Regions from separate parts of the Mus musculus genome. Here all the other regions are linked to region 1. Evidence: chromatin contacts called from public Micro-C data. All regions are on one chromosome and are shown on one strand. The core of a region is the stretch at or near the end of the contact, and the rest is flanking DNA. Distances in the headings are between cores, read along the strand shown. Region 1 holds the start of Nkx1-1 (NK1 homeobox 1). Region 2 holds the start of Msx1 (msh homeobox 1). Region 3 holds the start of Mnx1 (motor neuron and pancreas homeobox 1).

The links. A called contact is a pair of places that touch in the nucleus more often than the background predicts.
Region 2: a Micro-C map of embryonic stem cells shows a contact between it and region 1, with 18 times the contacts expected there. The contact joins the promoter of Msx1 here to the promoter of Nkx1-1 in region 1. A contact is called at or near these places in 1 of 39 promoter capture datasets (embryonic stem cells), 7 of 484 Hi-C or Micro-C datasets (embryonic stem cells and stem cell-derived epiblast-like cells) and 1 of 115 datasets of contacts at active chromatin or transcription factors (embryonic stem cells).
Region 3: a Micro-C map of embryonic stem cells shows a contact between it and region 1, with 24 times the contacts expected there. The contact joins the promoter of Mnx1 here to the promoter of Nkx1-1 in region 1. A contact is called at or near these places in 2 of 39 promoter capture datasets (cranial neural crest and hippocampal neurons) and 4 of 484 Hi-C or Micro-C datasets (all in embryonic stem cells).

Annotation. Positions count from the first base shown.
Region 1 is chr5:33,432,163-33,437,037 of GRCm38.p6, reverse strand. It overlaps Nkx1-1 (NK1 homeobox 1), which reads left to right and starts at 2,948. Exons shown (of 2, transcript NM_011320.1): 1 at 2,948-3,413. The coding sequence starts at 2,948.
Region 2 is chr5:37,821,957-37,826,831 of GRCm38.p6, reverse strand. It overlaps Msx1 (msh homeobox 1), which reads left to right and starts at 2,247. Exons shown (of 2, transcript NM_010835.2): 1 at 2,247-2,967. The coding sequence starts at 2,499. Gm33993 (a long non-coding RNA gene) reads right to left here and starts at 1,077. Exons shown (of 6, transcript XR_868362.1): 1 at 946-1,077. It also overlaps Msx1os. RefSeq lists an enhancer at 1-1,163.
Region 3 is chr5:29,475,526-29,480,400 of GRCm38.p6, reverse strand. Mnx1 (motor neuron and pancreas homeobox 1) reads left to right here and starts at 1,931. Exons shown (of 3, transcript NM_019944.2): 1 at 1,931-2,816. The coding sequence starts at 2,126.

The sequences.
Region 1 (4,875 bases), core at 1,699-4,198:
GCTATGTCCACACAGCATTGTCCCAGACCAAAGGAAGAAGAGAAGCGGTGGCCCTATTCAGCTCCAGAGGACCCTTGGGCTCACCTTACTCCTCAGAGTTGGCTGTAAGCTTGGCTGTTCATTACTCTGCCTGCTACAGCTCATGTCAGAATATTGAGGGGCAGGAAGGGCAGGGGAAGTAAACCAGGGGCATACAAACTTCTAGACAGCCAAGGTGCTTTCTCTGCATTCTGCCCAGCTCTGACCAGTCCCCTACCCATCAGCAGGCAGGTCATTCGGCAGGGCCAAGTGTGAGTTTCGGTGAAAAACAACAACAATGACAACAACAAAACCCAACATCCAGTTGCCTGTTTTTCTATAACGTGTTACTTTATCTCACTTCATATCCTCTGTTAACACGTTGTATTACATTGTCTGTGTCTTAGCTGCAGTCTACAACTCACGTTCTAGGAAACACCACTTTGCTTGCATTTGCTTGTCCTGAAGGAAGGCTGCACAGAAAGGGCTACACAGGTCATTGTACTTCCTCACAGGCAGGTGTCATGGCTGAGAGTGCAGCCAGGCCAGCTCCAACCCAGTAAGGTGTGGGTGCTGCAGCTGCTGTTAAATGTTTGCCAACATTCACCCCTCTGCTGACTTGTGCTAGTGACAAATGTGTGTGTGGGGGGGTGTGTGGGGGGGTGTGGGTGCTTGTAGGGATGTCCCAGAGTCTCCACTACCCAGAGCCAGCTCTGCACATGAGGCCTGTCCTCCCCTGCCCTCCCCTCCCAAAAGAAGCTCCCTTCTGCACCCAGTGGCTCTGCTTCCTGGGGAAGCAAAGAAGATGGGGACTTGGCAGCCGGTCTGTGTGCAGTCCTCACCAAAGGACTTAAAAGAGACAGGAAGTGGAAGGAGGAGCAGATGGGGGAGGGGTGACGGGGTGCAGCGCACTGCCCTTTTGAGCCACCTTCTGACTGGGTGTGGGTGCTCATGAATGAATTCCTGCTTGTGTGTTGGCGGCTTCTGAATGAGTGTGACTCTCTCTCTCTCTCTCTCTCTCTCTCTCTCTCTCTCTCTCTCTCTCTCTCTGTGTGTGTGTGTGTGTGTGTGTGTTTGTAAGAGAATGGGGCGTGTACATCTATATTCAAACTCAGTTGAGAAGAGGAAGGGAGCAAAGACCAAGATGGGGGCGGGAAGAAGATAATTACCTCACTGTGATGAGAGATTACCCACCCTCCTTCCCCAGAGGTGATTTATAATTTAAAGATAAAGAATAATCAGGTCCTGGCAAGGAAGGACACAGTGTTGTGGGTCTGATTAGAATCTCAGGATGGACCAGCGCGGTGAGGGTGGGAGGGGGCAGGGAAGAAACTGAGGGGAGGAGAGCCCTGCCCCCCTCCTTCTGCCTCCTGTCCCAGCCTCCCAGAGGCTCAGCATGTCCGAGCTTGGCCCAAATTACAGGCGATCGGTCCCCCATTATTTCTCCTAACTTTTAATTTCTGCTTCCGAAGGATCATTGCCCGCGGTAATTGCAAAGGACCGTCCTTGTGCAGAGCAGGCTCTCGGGACCGTAGTGGGAGGAGGAATGCATACCCGCTGGAGCACACGTCGTAGGCGCACACACTCACACTCTGGGCACGCCAGTTCCATCGCCGGGTCCCACCTGGGTCCTTCAGAGGCGGGTCAGCTCATTGGCCTGAGCGAGAGGAGGAGGAAAACTAGGAAGCGAAGCATCGGCTACCTGACCCTCATCCTCCAAAGCCGGGCTCGACCTTCCGAGGTCGTCCGCCGAGACTGTCCTGTAAATCTCCAGACTGGACAAGACGGTGCACAAACGCTCAGGCCTCAAACGGCCCTTCTGATTTGTTAGGGATGGGGAAGAGGACAGTTTCCGTATTATTTCTGGAAGAAACACATATTTTCCCGTTACATGAAGGGTATCGATCTTTATGTAGGCCACCTGCTATTTGTGCGATTTTTCGGTCACCCTTTGGGGGGGGGGCGGGGACTAGGACGGCCGTCTAGCCCTACTCATTTCGATTCCACTTCTAATGAGCGTCACTCGCGGGCGCCAGCCCCGCCTCTTGCGGGGGATTTCGAGTCGTCCCTAATTTGATCCAGCCAAGGGGGCGGGAGTCAAAGCCAGTGAGGATGGAGGGACAGAGATTCTGACCAGATTGCTCCAGACGCGGAAAAACAGCAATCGAGGGCAGCGGAAACCGAAACTCTGGGAACACGCCCCACAAGGGGCTGAAGACCCTGGAGAGACTCAGAACCCGCAAGAACCCCTCTCTCCCTTTCCGTCCTAGCAGCGGAAGGCGCGAGAGCCCCTGGTGCCAGGATAGCCCAGAACCCCGCGTGCCACGGCAGCAGGAGAGACCTGCCTTAGCGGTACCCTGAGCTGGGATGTCCAGGCCAACTCGGGGCGCGTGGGTTCCCACGTCCTGGGGCCTCTGCAGCCCTCCACAGCCAACTGATCCCGCAATTATTTAAAAGGCGACTGTCTCCTCCCCCTTCGCCAAGGAGGCGGGCACGCAGTTTCCAGCCCCGCGGAGGCGCAGCGGCACGGTGCTGAGCACCCCAGCCTCCAGTGGACTGTGCTCTGGCTCCGGGCAGGGCGTCTGTCTGTCCGTCTCTGCGGCTCAGTCCGTGAGTCCCGTACCGGGCCCGCCTACTCCGCTTGGGACCGTTCGCAGCCAATTAGGCGTGAGCGCTAACGAGGGAAGCGGAACCCTGCGGCCGCCTGCGGGCGCACGTGTGTGCGGCGTGTGGGCGCGTGGGCGCCTCCGGCGGGGCCGCCATAAATGCACTGGCCCGGCGCGGCGGGCGCCTGAAGCGGTGGCGGAGGCAAGGCCAGGCAGCACCAGCAGAGCGGGAACAGCTGGGCTGAGGCTGATTTTGCGGGGCGCAGGGATGGGATCCCAGTAGGTAGCGGGGGCCCGAGCCGCCTGAGCGGCCCGAGGCCCGCATGAGTACCAGCGGCCCGGCGGCACCCGGGGACGTCCCCGCGCTGCCACCGCCACCGCCCGGGCCCGGCTCGGGGCCCGCACCGCCGGCTCCTGCGGCTACAGCTCGGGACACTATGGACGGACGAGCTGAGCTGCCCATCTTTCCCCGGGCTGGAGTGCCACCGCTCGCGGCCAGCGACACTGTTCCCGCGGTGCCAGAGGGGGCTGGAGCGGCCCGGCCCGCCGCGCCCCCGCGCCCCACCTCCTTCTCCGTGTTGGACATCCTAGATCCCAACAAGTTCAACAGTAGGAGACGCCGCTGCGTGCTACTGGGCCCTGTGGTGCCCGCTACGTGTGCCCCATGCGCCCCGGCCGCGTGCGTCGCGGTCCCCGCTGCCTCCGGACGTTCGCCGCGCGCAGAGCTAGAACGCCGAGCCCTCTCCGCCGCCACAGGAGTCGCAGCGGCCGCGGGAGCTGAGCCTACAAGTGAGTATAAGGGGTTGGTGATAGGGGCGAGGACACCGACTGCTCCGGAATGTTTATGCTCCCGGCGAGCTGGGCCTGACCCAAGCGCCGCCGGGCTCTGTGGAAAGTTCGCAGAGCGCGGGGTCCGCCCCAAGCATCCGTGGCCTCCTCCCGACCCGGACTCTAGGGCCCTCACTGCTGCACGCTTCTGGAAAGGTTCTGTTGGGCCAAATCTGGGGCCTTGGGGTTGCGACTACGGTCCAGGATTCATCTAGTCAATCTTTGGTGTTGGAGGGTAGTTGGTGCTGGAGGCAAAGGGACATGCGGCGACTGACTTGGTGACTTACCCACCCCCACCGTGGCCTTCCCGGCCCTCCCCCTTTGGACAAATCAGACTAATTGTGACAAAACGCTGGTTATCTCTGGAAAAACAATTAAATCCCTTCGATTACAGTTAAAGGGAAATGTGCTTAGCGGCGGAAAGCGGCCGGTAATGGGGCGGCCCGCGCCCCCTTTGCGGTCGATATCCCATTACGGCGCATGCATATCTCTTTCAAGCACCTTGCAAACTCCCCCCGAACATCTAAATTATAGGGTCAAAATTCGGATAATTACTCGATTAAAACCTATTACACTTATTAGGGGCCGCTATTGATCGCGAATTGCATTCGACCAGCTCCTGATTGCTTTTTGTGCCCCTCCCCCGTCCTCCTCTAACTTCTTGGCCCCTGCGCCTCTCATGGACCAGAACGCTCAGGGAGAACTGGACTGGGGCCGCCAGCTCTACCAACGCGGTTGCATTGACCTTCCGTTCCTAGAGAGAGGAAGGGCAGGCCATGCAGGCTGCAGTTGGACCCCTCTCTCCGCCAAGGGGTTGGTCTACGAGGAACTCGCGGCTGCCTGCTGGAGCTGTGTAGGGAGGGAGCGAGCGCTGCACAGTTGGGAGAGGGCAGCCAGGCAGGGCTGGGGCAGGGATGACTGGCTACGTGTCGCCTGAGGGAATAGTTGTCCTGCTAAGACCTGGGAGTTGAGGACAGGACACCCGCACTCTTCATGCGACCTGGGTCATTTGAGCTGGGTTATTTTCGAGTTGCGATTTTATGCTCCAGTATGTCAGCGTCAACTCGATCTGAGAGCTGAACACCGGCCCTGGGTCGGAAAACGTGGAGGCCTCCTCTGGCATTTAAAGACCACCTGTGGGTGAGGGGCATGAAAGGTCCTCAGATTCCTGCAGAGCAGACAGACAGCCTTGCAAAATTTCAGAGGCAAAATGCAGTCATGGCGGCAGCATCTCTCTGGATGCAGCGGGATTAGCGCTCATACTCCCTCCCAGGGCCCTGCTTAGAGGTTCACAATACGCTTTCCCAGCCTCCAAACTCAACCAGCCCACGGGAAGCTGGAGCCCGCTTAAGACAGAGTCGCTGGGGAGCTGGTTGGTGGGCCCCAGAGGTCCGCAGGGAAGTCAGCACTTTGCGACGCCTAG
Region 2 (4,875 bases), core at 998-3,497, 4.4 Mb before region 1:
CGCCCCCTCCCCGGCCTGAGGCTAGGCCTCTTTGCTCCGACTGCTGCACACTCCGTGAGTTCCGCTGGAGACCCCGGTGCGCCCTGGGGCCCCATTCTTGGGGTTCGAGGCCCCCTCGGTCCTAAAGCAGGAATTAAGACTCTGGGCCAGTACACGAGTCCCTGAAGTTGTCTACACAGTTGCGTGTCACGTATTTTAGCCGTTATGCACTTTTTTTCCCGGGAAAAAGATCGTAGCTACTTGGATTCTCCGATCGCTCCCAAAAGGAAATTATTTTAAGTTGGGGATCGAGGTGGAATAACTGAAAACCCTCACTTTTTGAAAAACACTCCTCGTACTAAAAACACTAGACTAAAGCAAGCCATTTGGGAGATTTATTTCCATTTCTGTTTTAATCCGAGCGCAGAGTGTAAATCGGCTGACGCTATAGAACGAGATGATCTAGCAACTGCCTAATTAGTTCTTAAACTACAGTTCTCCGTACCTTCTAGGCTTCGAGCTAAGGATTTGGCCTACACTGTCGCTTAACTTTCGTTTGCAGGGCTTTAAAACGGGACGGTATGGCTTCTACTTCCCATACACATGGAACAAACCTCAGGGGACCCAGTACAGCGGGCGTCCAGCTGGGCCTAAATGAGCTTGAGTCCCAAGCCCTACGCAGTGCCTCCTCACAGCCTCAGAAACGTAAGAAATCCAGACATTTCACAGAAGCGAGTATTCCCGAACCCGCCCCAGGCCTTCCTATTTCTCCAGGCCCTGTGGGCAGATGTGAGGCTCCGATCTCTCTGGCGTCCGCAGCCCAACCCCTCCCTCCAGACCCCGGACGCCGTCTGGGTAATAAAGTAATTCATTTTCCTTAATCTGGTCGCCCCTAATCTACAGCTTTTTATTGCGCCCAGTTAAAAGGCCAGGGAATTCGCTATCCCTCCGTGCTCGGATAATTACCCCTAAATGGCCACGGCAGCCCCTTGTGTTTCCTGGAGATTAGAGCCCGGCAGTCATCAATGCACAGTCCCGGTGAGCCGCCAATCACCTCCTCCACCTCCCCCGGAGCCGCGAGCCTGGGCCCTGGGATAAGAGGCCATATAAAGAAAAGCCCCCCCCCCCCCAACTCCCCAACAGCCTGTTCGAACCCAGTTTACAAGGTCTTCTGTGGTCCCCACTCCAACTTTCCTTCTTTTTGTATCAGTCAAACAAAACAAAACAAAACAAAACAAAACACGTTTCCTTCGAAATCGGGCAAACAAAACTTCTTAAGCCTTGCACCAAAGATATACCTCCAGGAACTGCTTATTTTTCCTACTGGCCCATCAAATGGGCCTCCACTCTGCACCAGCAGACAGACCCACAGTTAGTGAAGTGTGATTGTTTTTGAGGATTCATTGTCTGAGGTCATGTTGAGGCCAGATTGTTGGTGGGTTCTGTTGGTCTTATTTCGGTCTTCACCCAAGGCATCCAGTGGCTTCTTTGGCTAGTAGCAGTTCTCTGGTAGAGGTGTAACTTTCTGGAGAAAAAGTACGTATAGGGAGGGGGTACGTGTTTGCATGAGAACCAAACTCATTTCCCAGATCATGTTACTTGTTCCCGTACCCACAGAACCAACAGGACCTGTACTTTCTTTGATTAACTTTGTCCAGCCCTGGAGACAAAGGCCCATTTTTACTCCGAGGTAAATTTTTGAAGATTGGAAGACATAAGACACTTAGGGCGGCTTTTTTAAAAAAAGAAATTAGTATTATCCCTTGCTACTCTGACAAATAACTATGAACATTCAAAGCAAACACCAAAAGAAAAAAAAAATTGTAAGTGAATTGTGGTCGAGAAAGGGGGCCAGAAGAGGGAAAGGGGACAGAAAGAAATAGCACAGACCATAAGAGAAACTGTGGAAAGAAAGTAGTCTATGGAGAGGAACAGAAGAAGTGGGTAAAGGATGGTGGAGGACGACTGGCAGAAGAGAAGGACTAGTAAAGAAAAGTCCCTCTGGAACTTGGTAGAATCCACATCCAGGAGTGTGGGGGTCCAGCCGGACCGATGCCCACCTGACTTAGCTAGGCGGAAAAGCTCCCCAGGTACCTCCGGCTCTGTCCCGCCTGTGCGGGTCAGGCCCTTCCCCGAGCGCCCCCAGGCCGAGCGCGCCTCGGGGCACGAGCACAGCCCAATGGTTCTCTCCGGACCCGCCCCCTCGCGCTCTGATTGGCCGCTGCCACGCTGGCCTTGCCTTATTAACAAGTTCTCAGGGGAGCGGCGGCGGACCCGGAGCCGGCGAGTGCGCCTGGGAACTCGGCCTGAGCGGCGCAGGGATCCAGGCCCCGCTCGCTCGAGTTGGCCTTCTGGGGAAGCCGCAGGAGGCTCGCGCGCGAGAGCCGGCCGGGCCAGGAACCCAGGAGCTCGCAGAAGCCGGTCAGGAGCTCGCAGAAGCCGGTCGCGCTCCCAGCCTGCCCGAAACCCATGATCCAGGGCTGTCTCGAGCTGCGGCTGGAGGGGGGGTCCGGCTCTGCATGGCCCCGGCTGCTGCTATGACTTCTTTGCCACTCGGTGTCAAAGTGGAGGACTCCGCCTTCGCCAAGCCTGCTGGGGGAGGCGTTGGCCAAGCCCCCGGGGCTGCTGCGGCCACCGCAACCGCCATGGGCACAGATGAGGAGGGGGCCAAGCCCAAAGTGCCCGCTTCACTCCTGCCCTTCAGCGTGGAGGCCCTCATGGCCGATCACAGGAAGCCCGGGGCCAAGGAGAGCGTCCTGGTGGCCTCCGAAGGGGCTCAGGCAGCGGGTGGCTCGGTGCAGCACTTGGGCACCCGGCCCGGGTCTCTGGGCGCCCCGGATGCGCCCTCCTCGCCGCGGCCTCTCGGCCATTTCTCAGTCGGAGGACTCCTCAAGCTGCCAGAAGATGCTCTGGTGAAGGCCGAAAGCCCCGAGAAACTAGATCGGACCCCGTGGATGCAGAGTCCCCGCTTCTCCCCGCCCCCAGCCAGTAAGTAGCCAGCCCTGGATGGAGAGCGAAGGGGCCAAGAGGGGGTGTGGGGCCCGAGGGCGCCAGGCCGCGCGCCGGCGCCGGCTTGTCTCGGGCGTCGGCGTACCTGCAACTGGGTACCTGGAGGCCGTGCAGAGGTTGCGTTGGCGGGAAGACCGCCTTTGAGCCTCTTCCCACTCCCACCCAGGAAGAGAGTTAGAGGCCTAAAGCAGGCAAAGCTTAGTCCGCGCTCCTTGCCTTGGCTCAGTGCCTCCGAGCCTGTCACTTCACTTGTAGCGCGCGGGTGTCTGTGGACCTTCTTATTCTTCCGGTAGTCAGGACACCAGGGGTGCCCTGCTTCTCCACCTGACCCTAAACTCAGTTATTTTGCACCTCAACTTGGATGGGCGCAGCGGCCAGTACATCCTAGCTCTGCGGAGTTTCACTTTCTACTGGTAGACAGCCGTAACCTCGCGCTCCCCATTTAAAGAACCTCTCAAAGGGTTCCGGAGTTCTGCAAAACTCCTGCCCCACCGCGCATCTAATTTTAAGCAGAAACTTGGTGTTTTGGGCGGGTGGATGATTTAGCAAGAGGGGACGATCGCGGACTAGGGGGGATGGTGGTGGTGGTGGAGACAACAAGACAACCAAAAGAGCTCCCTATTAACCACTTTGCTATAGTGTCCGAATGTGTTGGACCAGGCTTTTGAAGCGGACCCAGCAGCCAGCGACGTGTTCCAGGATAGTCCTAGGTCCTTGCGGCCCTTAGGCTTCCTTTCCCCAGCGAACCCGCTCGAAGATATTTCAGGAGCACGGGAAATTCCCAAGTTTTCCTCGTTTCCTCCGATTATTTCGCCCTACATAATAGCGTTGCAAATTCAATGGCGTGATGCTGAGGAACGATTTTTATCTGGGGATTAAACGTCTTTGAAAAGACAGCCCCTCCCTGGGCCTAAAGCTTGAGGAAGGTGGCCCAGAGCCGGGCTGTTGCTGCTGACCAAAGTGACATTTCCCTATGAACCCACCCTTCTTTAGGGCGGCCTGGTGGAAAACGACTCTGGGGCCAACTTCCCGGACTTGCTATGGCCTGAGCTGGGAGAGAAGTGGGGATGCTAACTGGAGATTTCGTTTGACTTACATCCTGGTGGTCTGAGGGCCCAAAGGATTATTGTTTTATTAGAGCTTAAAAAAAAAAAAAGCATAGCTAGGCAAAACCCGAAGATGTTCTCAATAACTAAGTGGTGGGGAGCGTGTGGTTGAGGTTTGTTTTATTCTGTAATGGTTTTGTTAGGCATAGCAGGACTGAAACTCGGTCCCCTAACTAGGCCTGCCCAACAGTGACAGCACTCTATTGGAGATTTAAGCTTTACTCAGGAAACTGAAAGAAAGGGCAGGTGGACATAACCAGTTTCGTCAGACTGGGGACCCTGCCCCCCAACTCCCGATACACACTATGCTTGATGTGGTCCCAGGCGCTGAGGTTTGGAGAGGCTGTAGGGAAAACCGAGGGCAACTGAAATGGCAGATATCTACATAAACAGCCCCATACATATTTTAGAATTGTCACAGTGTGACTTCTTGGATGGCTCTCTAATTTGATTGGCCCTAGAGCCCAGGAGAAACATGTTGTTTGATAGAAAGTGTGGAGTTTCAAGATCCATTCTATGCGATGCAAAGGCCTAGCCCCAACGCGGTGCATTTGTCGGGCACAAATACAAGTGTATGTCTATGGTATGAAACCTGGGTGACTTTGGACTGGGCAAAGGGCCCCTGAGTGTTTTATGACCACCCCCTGCCCCCAGCCTTCATCTTTCCAATGTGAGAGGCGCAGAAGAGGCACCTGGTGGGGAAGGCTTGACTTTAAGGTAGGTTGGCACTGTCTCTGCTCAACTGTATTCCAGCGTTGAACATGCTTAGATTTCATCTAGC
Region 3 (4,875 bases), core at 682-3,181, 4.0 Mb after region 1:
GCCTTAATTGGGCTTCCAAGATAGGAGAACTGGCAGGGAACCACTCATGGAACACAAGTGTTCCTTTAACCCTCTAAAAGGCAGAGCTGCATTTTCATCACCCCAAAGAGACAGCACCTAAAGACAAGAGCTATGTGCTTGTACTATTTTCAGACTAGCTGGAGGCCTTTGCAAAGCTGTGCACAACTTACTCCAAGATGTTCCCCGCTGGGTTCCAGATTTTCCAGCCAGGACCACCCTGTCATAATAAAAACTCCACTCAGCCGAGCATGGTGGCGCACACCTTTAATCCCAGCACTTGGGAGGCAGAGGCAGGAGGATTTCTGAGTTCGAGGCCAGCCTGGTCTACAGAGTGAGTTCCAAGACAGCCAGGGCTAGACAGAGAAACCCTGTCTCCAAAATCAAAAACAAAAACAAAACAAAAACAACAAAAACAAAAAACCTACTCACTCATCCCAACAGAATCACTGCGTTAAATCTCTCCTAAACAAAACTTGTTGACAGGGAAAATATAGTCCTTACTTATATTTATCGTTACCCCCCACCCCCAATCCCTCTTGAAACAGCTTTGCCTGCTACTTTTAAATTCACCCAACAAGGATTGTCCTAGCCTCCTGGCCTTCCCTGGGCCATTTCCGATCTTTTATTAACCTCTCACCTGGTTGGGAAGCCGCGATCCAGAGACCTGGAACTCCCTCCCACTTTCCCCTCGTGTTTGGGGAAGATACCCGAGAATGGAGCTAGCGAGAAAGCTTGATTTCTCAAACTACTTATTGATTCGTTACATTAAAAAAAAAAAGCCCCCGGAAGCGTGTTTACAGTAAATATTTGATATGTGCGCAGGCTGAGGTCTGGATTCACACTTTAATACGGTCTCTGGAAGCCCTTTCTTGATTTTCCTGAACTCGGCCGGCAGGAGGAGGCGAGAGCCTGATAGTGGCTCCCTTAGCCTGCGAACTGGCTCAGTCCGAGGGAGCAGTCCTCGGCCAATTCCCGCAAAGCCTTTTTCCTACACCCCCACAAGGCAAGGCTCTAATAGAACTTGGTTCTCACCTAGGTCCGGCTCAGTGGCACCTGTGCAAACGACCTTCAAGTCAATGTGCATCTCTGAGTTGGAAAACTGCTCTCTCTCCACTCTGACTGAAGATTTGTAGGCTTCAACCTCTAATACCGTATTTATACACACCGAAACCCTACAAACAAACATTTGCGGCGCATGATACTTTTGGGGGAGGGGCAGATAAGAAGGTTCGACCTGCTGAGGGTTAATGACAGGGACGCAAACCATCTTGAAGCAATCAACACTCAGGAACGCGAGAGATTTTGGGAAACCGAACAGTCTTCAGTGTACTAAGCTCAGGGTCCCGTTTTGGGTACCTAGTGGACTTCAGGGGTGAGGACCCACCTAGTTCCTCAGTGCAGAACATTCCACAACTCCCTCAAGGGAGCGCGAGTAGCTGGAGGAAGATAAGGCGTCCGCCTCTGGAGGAACAAGGTGTCAAAGGGACTCGGGGGGCACTCACTGGGACCCAGGGTTACTGGCGCTCACCACTCTCCCAGCAGCAAGGAAGCAGTAAGCTTGTGTTCAGCCTCCAAACTCTCCAACCTGCCTCCTCCGGCCACCTACGCTGTTCACCACCGGCTGCTTAGGACCTGGGGGCGCAGGGGCGGGGCGTCAGGCTAATTGGACCGTGACAGGTGAGCCCCTCGGCCAATCGCCGGGCAGACAGCCCTCCTCGGGCCCCCGCTGAGCGCGCCAATCCCAGACCGCCCTGAGCTTCAAGTGTGCGGAGGGGCGCGGGTCCCCACCAAGGCACCAGTGGCCTCGATGCGGTCGCTTGAGCTCTTGAGAGCAGAGAGCCGGTCTCCCCAACACAAACTCGCAGGAGCGCTCCGGTGGAAGTTCATACCAGTGAGTGGAGCGCGGTCCCCACGAGGACCGCAAAGAGGAGGCGCCTGGACGATGGTCGCTCTCAGCTGAGTTTCCGGCTGCGACTTTATTGGCAAAAAATCGCAGTAACAATACCGGCCCCAAGGCTGGCCACCGCCACGCTCAGTCTCCGTAAGCCCGCACACGACTGCATCGCCCACCCTTGGACCCTGATTGTCAGCTCCAATCGAGCCGATGGAAAAATCCAAAAATTTCCGCATCGACGCCCTGCTGGCCGTGGATCCCCCGCGAGCCGCCTCCACGCAGAGCGCGCCTCTGGCCTTGGTCACTTCCCTCGCGACTACAGTATCTGGTCCCGGCCGCGGCGGCAGCGGCGGCGGGGGGACCAGTAGCGGGGCGAGCCGTAGCTGCAGTCCCGCATCCTCGGAGGCCACTGCAGCGCCCGGTGACCGGCTGAGAGCTGAGAGCCCGTCGCCCCCACGCTTGCTGGCTGCACACTGCGCGCTGCTGCCCAAGCCCGGATTCCTGGGCGCCGGAGGAGGCGGCGGCGCGGCGGGTGGGCCGGGCACTCCCCACCACCACGCGCACCCTGGTGCAGCAGCCGCCGCGGCTGCCGCTGCCGCTGCCGCGGCTGCCGGTGGCCTGGCACTGGGGCTGCACCCGGGGGGCGCACAGGGCGGCGCGGGCCTCCCTGCACAGGCGGCTCTCTATGGACACCCGGTCTACAGTTATTCGGCAGCAGCTGCAGCGGCCGCGCTAGCTGGCCAGCACCCGGCGCTTTCCTACTCATACCCTCAGGTGCAGGGCGCGCACCCTGCGCACCCTGCCGACCCCATCAAGCTGGGTGCCAGCACCTTCCAACTGGACCAGTGGCTGCGCGCGTCTACTGCGGGCATGATCCTGCCCAAGATGCCGGACTTCAGCTGTGAGTACCTGCGCCGCACCCGGACAGTTCTCACGCGCATCCTCCTCTCTCGCACCCCCTTCCTTTTGCTCTCACCTCCTAGCGAGCTGTGGAAGAGCATCGAAGCCTCTGTGGCTCATTCCTGGGCCTGTGAGGCCTCTCGTGGGCCGCACAGAATGAAAGGAGCCTCAAATTATTAAGATGGCCACAAGCAGGCCTTGGCCTCTCTATCTCTCTTAACAGACAGGGGAGGTTGGAGGTGTGAGGCTAAAACCTAAAGAATAACCTGCAAGCTGGACAAGGAAGTGCGCGGAAAGGCTAGCCTCGATTAGGGCAGGTTTTGGGGGTCGCTGAAACCGGGGACTTATCTTGAGAAAATGAACTTTGTCAGAGGTTCCATTATAGGCTATGAAGAGACACATCACTGGGTCCAGAAGTAGCTCTTCCGTGGCCCTTGTAAGGACTCTGCCTTCCTTTGAAGGGCAAGACATTTGCATGTCTCTGTCTCTCTGTCTGTCTCTGTCTGTCTCTGTCTCTGTCTCTGTCTCTGTCTCTCTCTCTCTCTCTGTGTGTGTGTGTGTGTGTGTGTGTGTGTGTGTGTGTGTTGGTGAGGGTGGGCGTCCCTCCAAATGATGTCGAACTGGTCTGTTTGAATATAAGGTCACCGGGTCTATAAATAGAAAGTGCCTGGCTGGGAACTTCAGGTGCTCAACACCTTGGGGAGTTCCTGTCCAAGGTGAGGGCACAAAGGTCCAGTCTTCTGCATCCTCTCTGTTACCCAATAGGGACAACCTTGCGGGAGGGGGGACATTTCCGACTTCCCTGGCACATGCAGCGTCTGTGTAGGGCACCCTGGCTCTGATTTCTGCTCTGTGCCTGACTTGGATAGGGGCAAGCTGCCTTTCCTGAATGGATGGACCAGAAGATGTATATGGCTTTCTCCTGTCAGCCACTCAACACCCAAACAAAGAGACCCCATTGTTTCCGTCTGAGTGGGTTTGTTTAGACTGGGAAGATGCAGGCACTGGAGGGAGAAAAAAAGCAAAAAAGAAAACAGAAATAAACATTTGCCAGAATTCAGATTCCTCTGCTGGAAGCGGTGGTCATGACTAAACAGAGAAAGCTGGGGCCCCAGAGAACCGCAGAAGTAGCAAGGTGGTGAGAGAATCACAGCCTGCGCACTTGTTTGCTCGCAGCCACCCAGGTTTTTCCCAGCTTGGCTCCAAGAAGACTAGCCTTGTTGATCTCAGCAAAGAGGAAAGGCTCCCTTTAACCTCAGTTGGACTGCAGCTCAGACATCTCTGAAATCATTCCTATTCACTAAGTCCTAGGCAGGATCTGTGCCTGGCTGAGGAACCCAGGTTTCAGATGTCCACTATGGCTGGACTTTCCAGGCCTGAGAAGCATAGTGGTCCTGAGAAGAGCTGACCAGTGGTCAACAACAGGCCTCCATAGCTCTGGGTTTACTGGCTACACAAGTGGTCTCTGGGAGAAAAGGGATGTTTTTGTGGAGCCCAGGATCAATCAAAATCCATGTAAGTGGGATCCCTTTGCCAGAATATCCAGCCCATGATGTCTCATGGTGTGGGCATTTAAAGTATGGCCAGGTCTACATTAGGAAAAGAAAGCCAAGCCCCAGATCCCAATGGACACTAAGGAATGCAGCGGAGGGTGGCTGAATATGTTCTGTTCCTGGGACTTCCCTCTCCCCTGGGAAAACTAGCTTGGTTTTCTTTAATTGGTTGTTTCTACTGGATGGCATTTCCCAAATGATCCCTTCCAAGACAGCGTTTTAATTAGAGTTCTAATGTATTGTCAAGCTGGGAATTTGTAGCCTTGTTTAACTAAAGCAGGGGGCGTGGACCTTCCTATAAAGCAAATTACCCATCCCAGGGGAGCCTGAGCTCATCCCAGCCAGGGGCTGGCCTCTTTCTTTCCCTTGCTTTCTTTCTTTTATTGTCTAACACTTTTCGCACTCCTGGGAAATCAAGGGAAGTTTCATTTTGAGGTCATAAAATTCTCTGTGATGTAACTGTGCGAAATTATGTAAATAAAGCTGGACAGATCTCCCGGAACACAC